3 separate regions of the Macaca mulatta genome follow, and regions 1 and 2 are each linked to region 3. The links are chromatin contacts, called in public Hi-C maps. All regions are on one chromosome and are shown on one strand. The core of a region is the stretch at or near the end of the contact, and the rest is flanking DNA. Distances in the headings are between cores, read along the strand shown. Region 1 holds the start of TENT4A (terminal nucleotidyltransferase 4A). Region 2 overlaps TENT4A (terminal nucleotidyltransferase 4A). Region 3 holds the start of SRD5A1 (steroid 5 alpha-reductase 1).

What was found. A called contact is a pair of places that touch in the nucleus more often than the background predicts.
Region 1: a contact with region 3 is called in a Hi-C map of liver, with 3 times the contacts expected there. The contact joins the promoter of TENT4A here to the promoter of SRD5A1 in region 3. A contact is called at or near these places in 4 of 14 Hi-C or Micro-C datasets (CD4 T cells, cortical neurons, fetal cortex germinal zone and 1 more).
Region 2: a Hi-C map of cortical neurons shows a contact between it and region 3, with 4 times the contacts expected there. The contact joins the enhancer-like site here to the promoter of SRD5A1 in region 3. A contact is called at or near these places in 6 of 14 Hi-C or Micro-C datasets (CD4 T cells, blood, cortical neurons and 3 more).

What each region holds. Positions count from the first base shown.
Region 1 is chr6:7,821,371-7,825,935 of T2T-MMU8v2.0, reverse strand. It overlaps TENT4A (terminal nucleotidyltransferase 4A), which reads right to left and starts at 1,659. Exons shown (of 13, transcript NM_001261299.1): 1 at 1,591-1,659. LOC106998645 (a long non-coding RNA gene) reads left to right here and starts at 3,306. Exons shown (of 2, transcript XR_003730217.2): 1 at 3,306-4,144.
Region 2 is chr6:7,852,225-7,857,283 of T2T-MMU8v2.0, reverse strand. TENT4A (terminal nucleotidyltransferase 4A) reads right to left here. Exons shown (of 13, transcript NM_001261299.1): 5 at 4,917-5,024; 6 at 3,686-3,814; 7 at 1,098-1,311. Among named protein-coding and RNA genes, the nearest start is that of TENT4A, 30 kb to the right of the region's middle. Within about 2 kb of position 1,958, at least 10 of the 40 cell types and tissues checked have an H3K27ac peak or open chromatin away from gene starts, as enhancers often do. A contact at or near this core is called in blood and cortical neurons, where this site is marked.
Region 3 is chr6:7,732,845-7,737,466 of T2T-MMU8v2.0, reverse strand. SRD5A1 (steroid 5 alpha-reductase 1) reads right to left here and starts at 2,982. Exons shown (of 5, transcript XM_001083405.5): 1 at 2,303-2,982. The coding sequence starts at 2,607. NSUN2 (NOP2/Sun RNA methyltransferase 2) reads left to right here and starts at 3,110. Exons shown (of 19, transcript XR_001445160.3): 1 at 3,110-3,276; 2 at 3,403-3,560; 3 at 4,177-4,281.

The DNA.
Region 1 (4,565 bases), core at 410-2,909, 90 kb before region 3:
CAGGGTGGGTCAAGATCATGAGATTGTCTCCATATCGTCTCTGCACCAGATCCCCAGATCCCAACACAGCACCTGACCCTAGTGGGCTCATTCACTAACAAAAGCAACACGACCTACTGAGGCTTACTAGTTACCAGGAGGAAACAGCTTGGGGAGTCCAAGTGAGATGCGTGGGGCCTGATGCGCTACTGCTAAGAGCAGAGGTACAACCCAAGACTTGCAGAGACGACGTGTCTGTTTTTTCTAGTGCTAAGAGACACGGAGCCCATGCCAGTTCCATAACAGGCTGGAAACCTAAAGGTCCTCCCAAGCGAGCCCTGAGGTATACATTACTATACATCAAGAAGAAACCGCTTCCAACCACCTGCTCTCAGAAAGTTCTACAGGTAAGAACTGGAGGGAGAGGAGTCTGCCCTCCCGCCAGTGTCTGCAATGCATGTTTACACCTTCAGGGAATTTAGAAGGCATCACTTGTAGCCCAAGCCAGGTGAAAAAAGTTACACAACATGCGGCTATTACAGTGTATCACACGCTTTAAAGAAGTATCAACTCTGTTTCCCAACATACTTCACATGAGAAACAGAGTTACAAGAAAAAGTGCACTGTAACAACTCCCAACGCCTAGCAATTGTGGTTATTCGTAGGACTCTACTGCATGTAACAACCCTCATACCCCGGCAAATCCTTCTTTTTTAAATTGGGGGGAAAAAAATCGTGCAAGGAAAATTTATCGTTTAAGTCTTAAAATACTGACATACAACCCACACATAAATTATTTCCAGACGCTCAGAAAAGCCCAAAATGGCCAAAGAGCTGCGTCAACAGCATCACACCTGAACAGCCTCACCTGGGGCAATTCCAACCCCACACACACCACCTTTGCTTTCATTCCTTGCCGTCTGTAGGTGCACTAAAAATAAGTAGAGCCTCTAATTCCCTCCAGGCGGATGTGGAAGTATTTAAAATAATAATGGCATCTTCCAAAGAATAGATATATATGACATATCTGTTTTTTTCTTTGAATTAAGCCAATATGTATATACTATACTTATGTTAACTGCAGCACGAAATTAAAGCACACAACCCCCCCCCAAATGAATCACCTCTAAATTGACAGTTAAATTTTTGTTTTAAATGAAATAAAAACGGTTAATATTTACCTTCGACGTGATCTGAGTTCCTGGTAATGCTAAATTATTCTGCAACTTAACTTAATGAAACTCCACACTTATCTACGCCCCACTTTAACAAGGGGTTCCTCACTTGCCCGGAGGCGGGGTGCAGGGGGAGAGTCGATTTCCCTTTCCAGTCTCAAGAGTAAAAAAGACAAATACCTACAGGTCCTATTCAGCAGCCCCTTTCTTGCATTGTTACTTGCAGGATCTGGGCAAGTCACTCCATTATAAAGGAGTTTCATATTAGCAAGAAAAAAAAAAAAAACAAAAAAACTTTCAGAGCAGAGTCGGGCCTTGGCCTTCAACATGCATCCTCCAAAAGAAGCCAGGGCGCCTGTAACTGGTGTCTGCAACGCGGGCGCCGGCCAGGACCATGGTCCCCGCCCCCCCCCCCGCGGCCGCCCCGTGCACTCACCCCTGGATGCCGGGGCTGTACGCGCGGCTCTTCCACGGGGTGCCCGGCCGCGGCGCCTGGGCCCCGGGGCCGCCCCCTCCGCTGAGAGCAGCCGCGCGGCTGCCGGACAGCAGGTAGTTGAGGCCGTAGGTGCTGGCCTTGTTCTCGCGTTTCCGGCGACCCGGGTGGAACTGGTGCTGCGACGCGGAGCCAGCGGGCGCGGGGCCGCGCGGCCCGGGGTGCCCGTTGGCTGTGCCGGGGGCGCTGGGCGCGCCGTCGGCGAAGTTGAAGAAGGAACCGCCGCGGCCGCCGCCCGGCCGGCCCAGCGAGGCGCTGCTGGAGGACGACGACGAGCAGCCGGGGCTCTCGGTGCCCGACTCCGCGTTGGACGAGGACGACGACGAGGACGACAGCGACGGAGACTTGTGCAGGCGCCGCGCGCCCTCGGCCGCGGGCCCCAGCGCCGTCAGCAACGCGGGGGGCAGCGCGGCGGGCGCGGCGGGGCCAGGAGGCGGGGGCGACGCGGCGGGCAGCGCGGGGCCCAGGCCGCCACCGCCCCGCCCGGCCGCCCCCGCCGCGGCCGCCGTGTCCAGCGCCGGCGAGTTGAGGCAGAAGTAGGACGCGAAGCCCGAGCCGCCGCGGCCCACGCCCTGCGAGGTCTCCCAGATCTGCATCCACAGGGCATTGGCCGGCCCCTTCTGCTCGGGCTGGATCCAGGCCACGCGCGGATCCATCCACGCGCCGCCCCCGCGGGGCCCGCGTGCCCGCCCGCCCCGACGCGGCCCCGCCCCCGCCGCGCCCCGAGGCCCGGCCGCGCGCGCACGGACGGACGGACGGACGGACGGGCCTGGGCTGGCGGCGGCGGGCGGGCCGAGCCCCCGGCCTCCTGCTCGAGCCGCGCTCCCGTCGGGCTCCGGCGTGGGGCGGCGGCGGCGGTGATGGGCCCGGGCAGGCCGCGGCGGGCGGCTCCGGCGCTTGGCGCGTCCCAGCGGGCGGCTGCGGTCTCGGGGCTCCCGCTTCACGCGGCGCGGGGCGGGCGCGGGGGCCGCGGCGGCGGCGGCGTTCCACTCGGGCCGCGGGGAGAGGCCATCGGAGAGGGGCGGGCGGCGGGGCCGAGGGGGCGGGCCCAGGCGCCGCGCGGCTGAGGGACCCGCGGGAGGCGCCGCCGCCCGTGCGCCCAGCCCTCAGTCACGCTCGCGCCGCTGGCTCCGCGTTCCTGCGGCGGCGGCGGCGGTGAAAAGACACTCTCGGCGGCGACAGCGCGGGGGAAGGAGGGGGCCGCCGCCGCCTCCGCTCCAATGAGGGGCGGGGGAGGGGGCGGGGACGGGGGCGGCAGGAGGAAGCGCGGCCTCGGTCGCCGGGCCGCGTCGCCAGTGCGCACGCGCGGCCGATTTCAAATACTCACTAGACACCGCCGCCGTGGTTACCGCGCCTGCGCGTTGGGGTCCTTCGGCCGCGGGCGGGGTGAGGTCGGCGTCAGAAGCTACGCGACTGGGAGGGGCTGGAGGGAGCAGCGGCGGCGTTGAGCCCTTTCAGACTAGGCCGGGGTTGGGAGGAACAGGCAGCCGCTGGAAGGCCCGCACGCCGCCCTTGGCCCGCCGCGGCGTGCAGACCTGGGCGTGCAGACATGCGCGCTAGGGCTGGTGTCTCCGGGCTGCCGCCAGTGCTGCGCTGCGCGTGCGCAGGGGCGCATGGCGGTCACCGCCAGCGGTGGAAGTTTCCGCGCAGCCAGGCGAGGGCCGCGGACGACACCGCTAGGCGCCTCCCCCAGCCGGCGGGCCCTGTCTCCTGACGCAAGGGCCGGCCTGGGTCACAGATCCCGCCGCAGGCTTCTCATTTGAGGGGCCGTGCAGCAGTTCACGCTGCGCTCTCCGGGGTCCGCGCGCCGGCCCACGTGCTCCCTGCACCTCGCTGGGTGAGCGGCCCACGTGCAGTGCCCGGTGACTGGCTCCGCCGCTCCGGAGCCGGGAAGGACGGGCGGCGGAGTTCTGCTCTCTAGCGGGTCTGCTTACAGGCGTTTGGTTTTCTTTTTTAAATGATTTTTTGTGTGAAAAGTGAAGTGAAAACGTCCAAGTTAATTCCCTGGGCAAAATGGGCAGTGCTAGCCGAGGAATGGCTCGTGGGCGGCGCGTCCGGCCCCCGGCTTCGATTTTTCCAGCTGCACGGAGCAGACAGGAGTCGGTAGGAAACCGCCCGCCATCCACAGCCTGCTGTTTGTCATCCCGGTGTTCCGAGCGCGATGGAAGCCGAGTTGACAATGGCACTGGAATACAGCGTCAACCACACATCCTGTGAGGTCCAAAGCAAACGCCAGTGTCGTTGATCATCGCGGTGCCCCGCGAGCCTGGGCGACGTGAGGCCCCGCGGCTGCCGCCCTGTCTTCAGGGGGAGTCTCCGCAAATGCACTCCCGGGCCAGGGCCCTGAAACCGCCTTAGCCCAGTGGCGCCCGGGCTCCAAGCCTTTTAAGTAGAACCATACTACCGGCGTGTTGTAAATGCTACCCCCTCGTCTCCAGCACAGATCAGTAGACATTACTAAGCACTTGACCCTCCAAACATCGCTCCAACAGGAAAGGTACGTGTGTTGCATACAAAGGCTTTGGGGCAAGTGGGGGTGTTTAATAATAAAAATGAATGTTTCAGACGTTTTCAAGTACCTGCGTATTGTACATGTAGAAATCATGGCGAAGGATTAGAACGTGCATTCAGTAAACTACAGAAAATCACAGACAAGTCAAACACCCGTTATTCGGGAGCTCTTTGCTTCCCAATGGCTCAGTCCAAAATCCTTGGTCATGCCTGGCTCCTCTCGCTGTCCACAATGAACACATACTCTTGGCTCCACTGCCAGAAACATCCAGAACCCGACTGCTACCCCTCCTCCTCCCTCCACCCCTCTTTACGCCCTTTCCCAGCACCTGTCCAATTTAAAGCAGTGCCTTCTAGCTGGTTTCCCACTTTCTGCCCAGCTGCTTGTGTGATCCTTTTTTAAAAAA
Region 2 (5,059 bases), core at 709-3,208, 120 kb before region 3:
ATACAACTCATTCTTCACAATCAGGTTAAGTGTAGATTTTTTTTAAAGGACATATATTCTAAGTACCGGAATTTTATCTTTTCTAGGTTTATATTATATATCTCAATGATTATGTGGGTCTTTGTTTTTTTGAGTACATTTCAGTAGACACTTGAAGACAATGGCAATGTCTCCAATGTGACTGATCCAACAGACAAAAAGATGGATGATACACTGCCACACCGTGCTACCAAAAAAACCACTCAAGAGCCTGCATAAATCACGCCATCTACAAGCAACAACAAAACACATCAGCCAATGTGTTTTCCCTGAGATGATCTTTAGGAAATAAAGTCAAAAGCCAAGTGACTAACAGGTTTGCGTTGTGGGATGTGTTCAACAAGATAACAATAATAAACATTAATATCCATATACGAAAAAAGTGGAGAAATACATGTCCAAATAAAGGGATTATGGCATCTACTGTTTTTCTATATTACATACTTCTGGGAAACAAATGATTTAGGATGAATACGGAATACTTCTATAATCAGAAAAAAAAGATTTTCCTTAATTCTGCTTTATTATAGAATGTAAACAGTTGGAAAGACAAAAGTTAATTAGAAGCATTAAATAAGGATTTCTCAAAGTGTCATTAACTGGTTAGTATAAGAGAAACCTGTGGCTGGGCATGGTGGCTCACGCCTGTAATCCCAGCACTCTGGGAGGCCGAGGCAGGTAGATCACAAGGTCAGGAGATCGAGACCATCCTGGCTAACATGGTGAAACCCCATCTCTACTAAAAATACAAAAAATTAGCTGGGAGTGGTGGTGGGTGCCTGTAGTCCCAGCTACTCAGGAGGCTGAGGCAGGAGAATGGCGTGAACCCGGGAGGCGGAGCTTGCAGTGAGCCGAGATCACGCCACTGCACTCCAACCTGGGCGACAGAACGAGACTGTCTCAAAAAAAAAAAAAAAAAAAAAAAAAAAGAGAGAAACCTGCATCAAGAGCAAATGAATTGCCCGAGGCTTTCAGAGCCCCAACATAGCCCCCACACCTCCCCCCCCACCCCCCAAAGCTGGCCTAGCTCCCAGCAGTGGAGGTCGGGGAGCCCTTACCTGGCAGCAGGGGGTCCTCAATGCACAGCATCGACGGTCTGTACCCGCTGGTCATGGCTTTCATGATCTCCTCTTTGGCAATATAGGCACCTCCTTCTTTGATTCTAATACCGGTTTTCAAGTAATTAAAATTTCTCCCATAGAGTTCAAAAAATTCTACAAGAAGCATTCCAAGGTTTTCATCAGCTCTCCGGGCATCAATTCTTGGATGCAACTGTAAAAGCAATGCATCCACAATTTGTATGGATTCAGGGCATGTTCTAAAGAAAATAGGATGCAACGAAGTCTGCCGTCCAGCAGCCTCTTCAAGGCAATACCAGTGAGAGGCACTCGCTCACTCACCAGCACCACGAGGAAGCCTGAACAGCAGCCTCTTCAATGAGGAGTGTTCAAAAGGAATACAATGTACTAATCTCAATTTTATTGTCGTTTAATTTTTGGAATTGTTAATCCATACAGCAAACTTCCTGCAAACACAGATACCTGATTAACCAAATACTGGCAAATAAGTTGACTATATTCTGCATAACTTAGTTGTGTGGATGGTAGATGAAATTTCAGATTCTCACCGTCCTAATTTCGTTATGCTGAAGTACAACCAACAGGGGTCAGTGTTAGACTGAACAGTATGGCGGTCTCACATAAAACCAGAAAGTGAAATGACTGATTTCAGCTGAGTATAGGCCATCAGTATTGCATCATAATATCTATAGCAAGCTTCCATCCTGCTTGCACACAGATGAGCACCACTCTCAGTTCAGTGCCATATCGTCTTCAAAAGCAGGCATTGGGCTTGTTCTGAACTAAACCACTGTCCACCACACCTCCTGACGGTCATAATTCTCAGCTGTCCAGACCTGCATTGCCCACATGTCTATTTAAATGAACTAAAACAAATTAATTAAAAATCCAGCTTGTTGCTCTCACCAGCCACACTGCAATACTCAGTAGCCACATGTGGCACCAAGCCCCTTGCCGGACCATGCAGAAGTGGCCATCACCATCACAGAGAATTCTATCGGACAGTGCCAACTAGAAAGGGATGGACAAGGGCACATGAGAGAAATCCCTCAGAGAAGCACGGTGCTTGAAACTATTTATAACACAGAGTGCCAGGAGGAGCTGCAGCTCGAAAGCATACAAATGTTTTTAAGGTTCAGAAGAATCCCGGAGTTCTCTGCGTATTTCCACCACACAAGAGGAGGATTCCAATTCTGGCCTCACCTTTATTCCCTTCCTTATTCCTTGTCTTTTAGCCAAAATCACATATCCAAGAGCCTGGCCAGTGGCAGGGTGGGCCTCCTCCCCTCACTCAGTCAAGAAACTCAAATGTTGCCACAGTCACACCGCTGAGGCAGGACAAGCTCTGGGCACTGGACAGGCACAGGGATGTGGCAGTGAACCCAGGAATCCGACTCATGCTATGGTGGCCTCCTGTGGGGTCACAGGATCACTGAAAGGACCCCCTGAGGGGGTGGCAGGAGGCCCTGGGCCCAGGCACACATGGCACATGCATGATCAAAGTATTAAGTAGCTGTTGTTACTACAAGGCCATGAAAATAGTGCAAGTCAGGAGTATATTAGTAAAGAACAGAGGCCCATGTTTAGTTCAAAATAATGTCCAAAAACTATGGAAGAAAGGCTATACACTAACGGCCACATCTCAGAGGGGAAAGTGAAAACAGGACAGTGTGACTTGAACTGTAAGAAAACAGACATGGAATTCCATTTTCACTACTCTTAAAGCATCTCTGCAGAGACAGACCAAGGAAGCTGCGATCATCACAGGTGGTTACCCAGTGGTTCTACTATCATAGCATTCGTGACAGTGAGAACATTACCAAATCATGAACAGAAACGGCTCACTCAGCACAATCACAAGTACAACATTAATGGTAAACATGGACAAATCCAGTTGTGCAGCTAAATTATACAGGCAAGATTCTGTAAAGAACAGAATTCTTCACTCAAGAAAATATAAACACAATACTGTTTCAATTAGAGATGATTTTAAATGTTTAAAAAGTGTAAGTACAGTTTATCAATACATCACAGCATTTAACAATATTTTTTAAAACACATCTGTTTTCTACTGATAGATTTTCCATGTTACTCAACAAAATAAGGACCACATATAATTTCAGACAAAATAATGAGGTTTCATCAATTGAGAAAGCAATCTTGTAAATCCTTTTCTCATATGTGGTACCAAACTTTATTCTGAGACAATTTTTTTTCAATATAAATCACAGGCAAGCACCAACAAATGTTTATTGTTTACCATGAAATGGACATTTCTGAATATAGAGAACTCCTTGAGCTTGCACTGATGTGCACTGGACCCACAGAACCAGATGGGCACCCCGCACTAACCGTTACACCCAGTACAAAATGAGCTACAAAGGAGCCTCCAGAAAGGTGCGTTGATCAAGAGGGTTTTAATATAAGAATCAGAAATCAGCCTCTAACAAATTGAAACAATATAGTAAAAGGAGAGCAAAGGCTGCTGGAACCTACAGGACAACTGGTTGGAAAAGTCTACTCTTACACATGTCTCAACAGAAACGGTCGCAAGAAAGCATACGTACCTGTAGAAAGCTAATGGCCATTAAAATTAGGCTGTATGAGCTAATTCCACCTGTAAAAACTTCATTCAGGTCCCTCTGCAGAAGGAACTGTTTCAATACTAAAATCAAGTAAGGCAGCAATGAATATTTCTGTAAATTCCAAAAGAAAAAGATTTATTGAGTAATTACCATACTTTCAAAGAGATTTCACATAGCAAATTACACAAGACAGAAAGGAACGTTTCCTCCATCCTCTTGCCCATCTGAAGACTCTCAGTAAGTCTCAAACTTTGGTTGGGAGACGCTAAGAATTAATTTCCTGAGGGGCTTGTGAAAATCGAGACTGTGGAGCTCTCCCTCAGTTATGACTCAGCAGGGGTGCACCCCCACCATGAAGAGTCCACAGGCACAAAGGAACTCAAGGAGAGACCAGTGCGTTCGCTGGAGTGTTTATGTGCTTGCTACGCAGGCCGTGAGGACAGTGGGGGCCTCCGGAGCAGGACAGCAGAGTGAGGGTGGCAAGGAAGGCAGAGCGGCAGGAGATGACAGGAGGGAGGGAAAGCCTGGCTGCTGCTGTCCGTGTTGTGCTGGGGGCAGACGTGCTCCTTCAGACCAGATGACAAGGGGGAAGGGGGAACCTGAAGGGCAAGGCCCTTGAAAATGGAACAAGACGGGACCAGATTGCAGGGGTGGATTTGCCCCTGCTAAGGACTACAATGGCCTCTACTGTAACAGGATTTGCCCCTGCTAAGGACTGCACAGTCTCTACAGTAACAGGAAGGAAGTCACGACCACCCGGGGGTCGTGAACATGGTCAGAGTCCCAAATACATCAGCTCAACCAAATCTCTCTGCCCATCCTCAGGCACTGAGACCACCCAAAGTGAGTATATCTAAGACACCTCATGATTTATCAACTTCCACTGGACCCCTGCGCAAAACCTGCCAATGAGGCACGCTGAGCTAGAAGCAGTCTCTTTGTAATAACTGGAAACAACATTTTAACAAAGCCCTCTAAAATAGTTGTCAACTTCATAAAATGGTTACTCAAGAAAAGCAAATTTTAACAACAGCTATGTAATTTCAAAGTATCTCTAGAAATAGTATTGTAGGAGAAATAATGTAAGTGTAGTCTGTATTACAAAAGACCCCTGTGTGCAGCTGACAGCTGTAAACATCTGTAGGAGAAATGCCGCCGAGCATAAGCACTCCAGTCCTGCACTTTCGCTGCGCGAGGTCACCAAGCACAGTACCTTCATGTAATTCTTGATGAACTCCGCTGCCCGGACACCCGTCTCCATGTTAAAGCTGATGTCAACTTTCACTTCAGTCTCCTGATCTGTGAGCTTTATTATTGGTACCTGTAAAGATTTCATTTTAAGAACTGCTTTAATAT
Region 3 (4,622 bases), core at 1,733-4,232:
AGCTGACTGTCCTGTACTCATTGTTCCTGAAACTGTCAGTTGCTCTGGCAAGAGCTGTAGCTCTGCTGCTGCCTTCAGGCCTCATGGACTGTGGAAAGTCCCTGGACTGGGCTCTGGTCCTCGCCACTCCCAAAAGAGGCTCTAGCTCCCCAGGGCAGGGCCCAACCTCATTCCTGCGAAATCTCACAGCTCAGCACGGGGCCTGTGTGCATACCTGTCAGGTTTTTTAAGGTGCCACTGGCTCTGCCTGGCCAGCACCTCCTCAGGCTCACCTTTCTCCTGCCTCTGAGTCATCCTTGTACCCACAGCCTCCTCCCACTGTGTCTGGTGTTCTCTGCAGGGCCCTGTGCAAATAAGGGGCTCCAGGACGCTTCCAGGGGCTGCTGGGATGGTTTGTGCTCAGTGCTAAATGCTGTTTCCACTCTGGTTCTCTTCCAAGTGCTCATGACTTAGATCAAATGACTGTTTAATAAATTAGTTGCTTGGGTAGAATGGAAAATGTTTATCTCTTCTATTTGGAAAGCGTAATGTCCCCAAACCACATAGGCTATGTACACAATAACATGTACAACCCTGCCCCCTCCCCCCCCAAAAAAAATAGCCTAGCAGTTTAAAAAAACTATACCTGACCCAGCCAATCCTCTTGGAGCAGCTTTTAAACTATTAGTATAGGAAGTGCGTTTTCGTCCTAGCAGCTCCTCATCCAACAGCCTCAGGGAAGACAGCAGCATGCTGTGTCTCCATGCTTTCCTCTGTATGAAGGAGCTGTTCAAGTTCTATCATTCAAGGTGACCCTGGCCCTTTGGGAGGTTGCATTCATTTTTTTGCTTGAGTGAATGTAGGTACAATTAAACATGATGTCTCAAGTTAAAAAGCTTCCATTTGGGATGTCAGGCAAAACTTTGTAAAGTGCTCCCTTCATTTCCAATGCCACAGTTTTGCTGGCACATGAGGCTGGCAGCAGTGTACATGAATGACACACAGAGTACATGTCTGGATGTGCATTCACACATGTGTAGCAATGGTTGATCCTATTCCCAAAAAAAATTCTTCACTGGAATGCATGACACCAGGAAAAGAACAGAGGCTTATAAAGACACACTGAGTTCTTCCTGTCTTGGTGGGAAGTGGGTGTTTTAAGGTAGGACCCCAAATCAGAAAGGTTGGGTAAACGGCCCACAGTCACAGAGCCAGTGAGTTCAACTTCCTTGGGTGCAGAGACATCCTTTTCAACGGTGAAGCTTTCCAGAGCCTGAATGAAAACATTTAAAATTTGATTTTGAACTTTTGACCTGCCGTTTGCTTTAGCTGTGTAAAAGCCAAAAGATAAGACCTGGAGAGAACCCCAACTTATTAGAAAACTTGAAGATTTCAGACACAGCCAGTTTTAAAATATTCAAAAAAAAAAAAAAAAAAAAACACCTTGAAAGATTTAGAAGTCATCTTTAAGACTTGATTTGTTTAAGGTTTAAGGTTGTTGCCTGGAAAGCCCCCCCACAATCCTGGGGTCCCTTGCATAAGGTGGAGATGAAAGTGTGAAAGTGATCAAGCCTATATAGAGAAACTGCTAGGCAATTTTAGCATACCAGGTTTCCAGTTGCCGCTGATCACTTGGCTCAGAGAAAACAGCTCCACCATCACCAAAGATACCAAAGGGGGAACCGGCAGAAAGGAGTAGAAACCAGTAGCCCTCAAGACTGAAGACCATCAGCGTTAGACTCTAGGTCACCCCCCCACACCCCCGCAGACGTGATCTAAGGGAACAAAATCTAGTCTTCATTTTAATTTTATATTTTTACTTTTTAATTCTTTATTTTTATTTATTTAATTTTGAGACAGAGTCTTGCTCTGTCACTCAGGCTGGAGGGCAGTGGCGAGATCTCGGCTCACTGTAACCTCCGCCTCCCGGGGGTTCAAGCTCTTCTCCCATCTCAGCCTCCCGAGTAACTGGGATTACAGACAGGCGCCACCGCACCCGGCTAAGGAAACCAAACCTAGGACCACCGAGTGGCTCTTTCCAGATCAGTTTCATCATGATTTTTTCCATCACTCCCTTCTAGTCCTTCGCTTCCCGCCCTTTCTAGACGAATCCCTTCTGGTTTCCAAACTCCCGGGGCCGGGGGACTCGGGGAGGGGACCCCAGGGGCGGCAGGGGAAGGGGACCCGTGCAGATGGGGGACGCCCTGGGGGTTTGGCAGGGAGAGGGCATCTGGGTGGGGGAGGCTTCGGGGAGAGGGCACCGGGCAGTGAGGGGAAGGTCGGAGAGGACGCCGGGCCGAGGGTCGGGGGCCGGGGACGTTACCGATGCCCGTAGTGGACGAGGAACATGGCCAGGAGGATGCAGTTGGGCGCGCTGCGGAGGCGCGGGGCGGACTCGCTGGCATACTGGTAGAGCGGCAGAGCCAGCGAGGGCAGCTCCTGCACCACCCAGGCGGCCCGCGCCGGCACTCGGACCCTAAAGCTGGGCGACGCGTGGCGGCCGTACGCCAAGTTCGTCTCACGATTCCGCGCTAAGACCGCGCAGCCCACGGCGCACTGCAGGTAGGCGAGCGCGGCCAGCATGCGCTCCTCGGCCAGCAGGAGCTCCTCCGCCACCGCCGTCGCCATCGCCGGGGCTGGGTAGCGTGCTCCATGCCCCAGAGGCCGCGGCAGGCAACATATAAGGCGGCAGCGCGGGGGCGGGACGGGCGGCTACCCGAGTTCGGCACTGCCGGGACACTGCAGACAGGGTTCTCAATCCAGGCTTCTCCAGGGCAGCCGGGGCTGTGGGCGCGGCCCCGGGGGCGGGGCGAGCACCTGCGCGGGGAGGGACCTGGAAGCGCCCCGCCCACGCCGGGCCGCCGTAACCCGGCGCCGCTCTGCGGACGGGCGGCCTCAGGCTGTCCGCGGAGGTCCCTGAGACCGCGTGGGAAACCCGGGCGCTTCGCTTGGAGACGCCTTCATGGCTGCTTCCTGGAGGCTTTTTCCGCCTCAGAGCTGTCCGCGGTTTTCCCTCTCTCGCTGCTTTTAGGGAAGACGGGTTGTGCGCTTTAGGCTTATTCTTGGACGGTCCCCAAAGGTCCCCGAAAGGACCAGGCCCGGACACGTGGGGCCTTGGTTTCCGGTCGAAAGTCCCGGGAGCTGTAAAGTCTGGCCGTGGCCGGCCGGTTTGTGCGTGCTGCGTGTGCGGCCGCGTGGGCTATGGGGCGGCGGTCGCGGGGCCGGCGGCTCCAGCAACAGCAGCGGCCAGAGGATGCGGAGGATGGCGCCGAGGGCGGTGGAAAGCGCGGCGAAGCGGTAGGAGCCGGGACCCGGCGGGCGGGCCAGGGGCTCCTCGTGGGCCTCCCGGACCCCGAGGCCTCCGAAGCGGCGGCGAGGGGCAGCTCCTCGGGCCTCGGGGTAGACGTCGCTTTCCTTTCTCAGGGCTGGGAAGGAGGCTACCCCGAGATCGTCAAGGAGAACAAGCTGTTCGAGCACTACTACCAGGAGCTCAAGATCGTGCCCGAGGGCGAATGGGGCCAGTTCATGGACGCTCTCAGGGAGCCCCTCCCGGCCACTTTAAGAATTACTGGTTACAAAAGGTAGGGGGGCAGTGCCTGATTTTTTGGGAGTTGGGGCCAGGATGCTGGCGGTTAAGGGCGATGGTGTTTTCTCCGACAAGTGTTACGATGCCAGAGAACCGTGGCGTTTCAGCGGTTTGGATTCAGGAAGCATTGAGGTGGGAGCACAGGGTCCAATGAAATGGTCACGGAGGTATTGCAGGTGCAGGGTTAGAAGAGGAAATGAAAATGGGATCTGAGGAAGATTCGGTTCCTGGGGAATCTTCCAGGAGGGAAGCTGAGGGTCTTACCTTTTGGAACGTAAGAGAATATAGAGAATGCATAAAACTCCTTGGTCCTTCCCCCCTCCGTCCCACCCCCCATCTTTGTAGTTACATCTTTCTAAATGAGTCGCAAGTGAAACTAAAACTGTAGGTATACTTAGGAGAGAAGGAATGCAGTGTTGCTCTTAGGGATGAACAGTGTGGATTGCTTAAATTTTGAAGGGATACAGTGTAAAAGTAGTGACTGAAGAATGTTTACTTTGCATGCAAAAGTTGGTTTTAGTTTTAAAACACTTGTAGTCTTAAATTTAAAAAGATACAATGTATTAACTTAGCTTTCTAGATCAGTTTGAAACTTTCTTGTTTTTCAATAGCCATGCAAAAGAGATTCTCCATTGCTTAAAGAACAAATATTTTAAGGAATTGGAGGACCTGGAGGTGGACGGTCAGAAAGTTGAAGTTCCACAGCCACTGAGTTGGTAGGTACCACAATGCTTCATGCCGATTATTTGCTTGGGATATTAATCTCTATCACTTGAATTATATTTCTTGGTACTGCATTTGCTGTTAACATGAAAGAGCCTGGGTATACTTGGCAAACATCCTAATGTTTTAGTACCTGGTGCTTCTATCAACATTACATTGGTATCCAAGTTTTCAGGCTATTTGCAGCTTTATGAGTCACTGAGTTCAGCCAACTCTTCCTAGTACATCCAACCTCTTCCTTTATGTCACCACTTCTGCCAGCTCCATGCTACAGCCCTTGTTTTCTCATCAAAACTGTTGCAGAGTGGCCTCTTTGCCTTCAGAAAAAGGACGG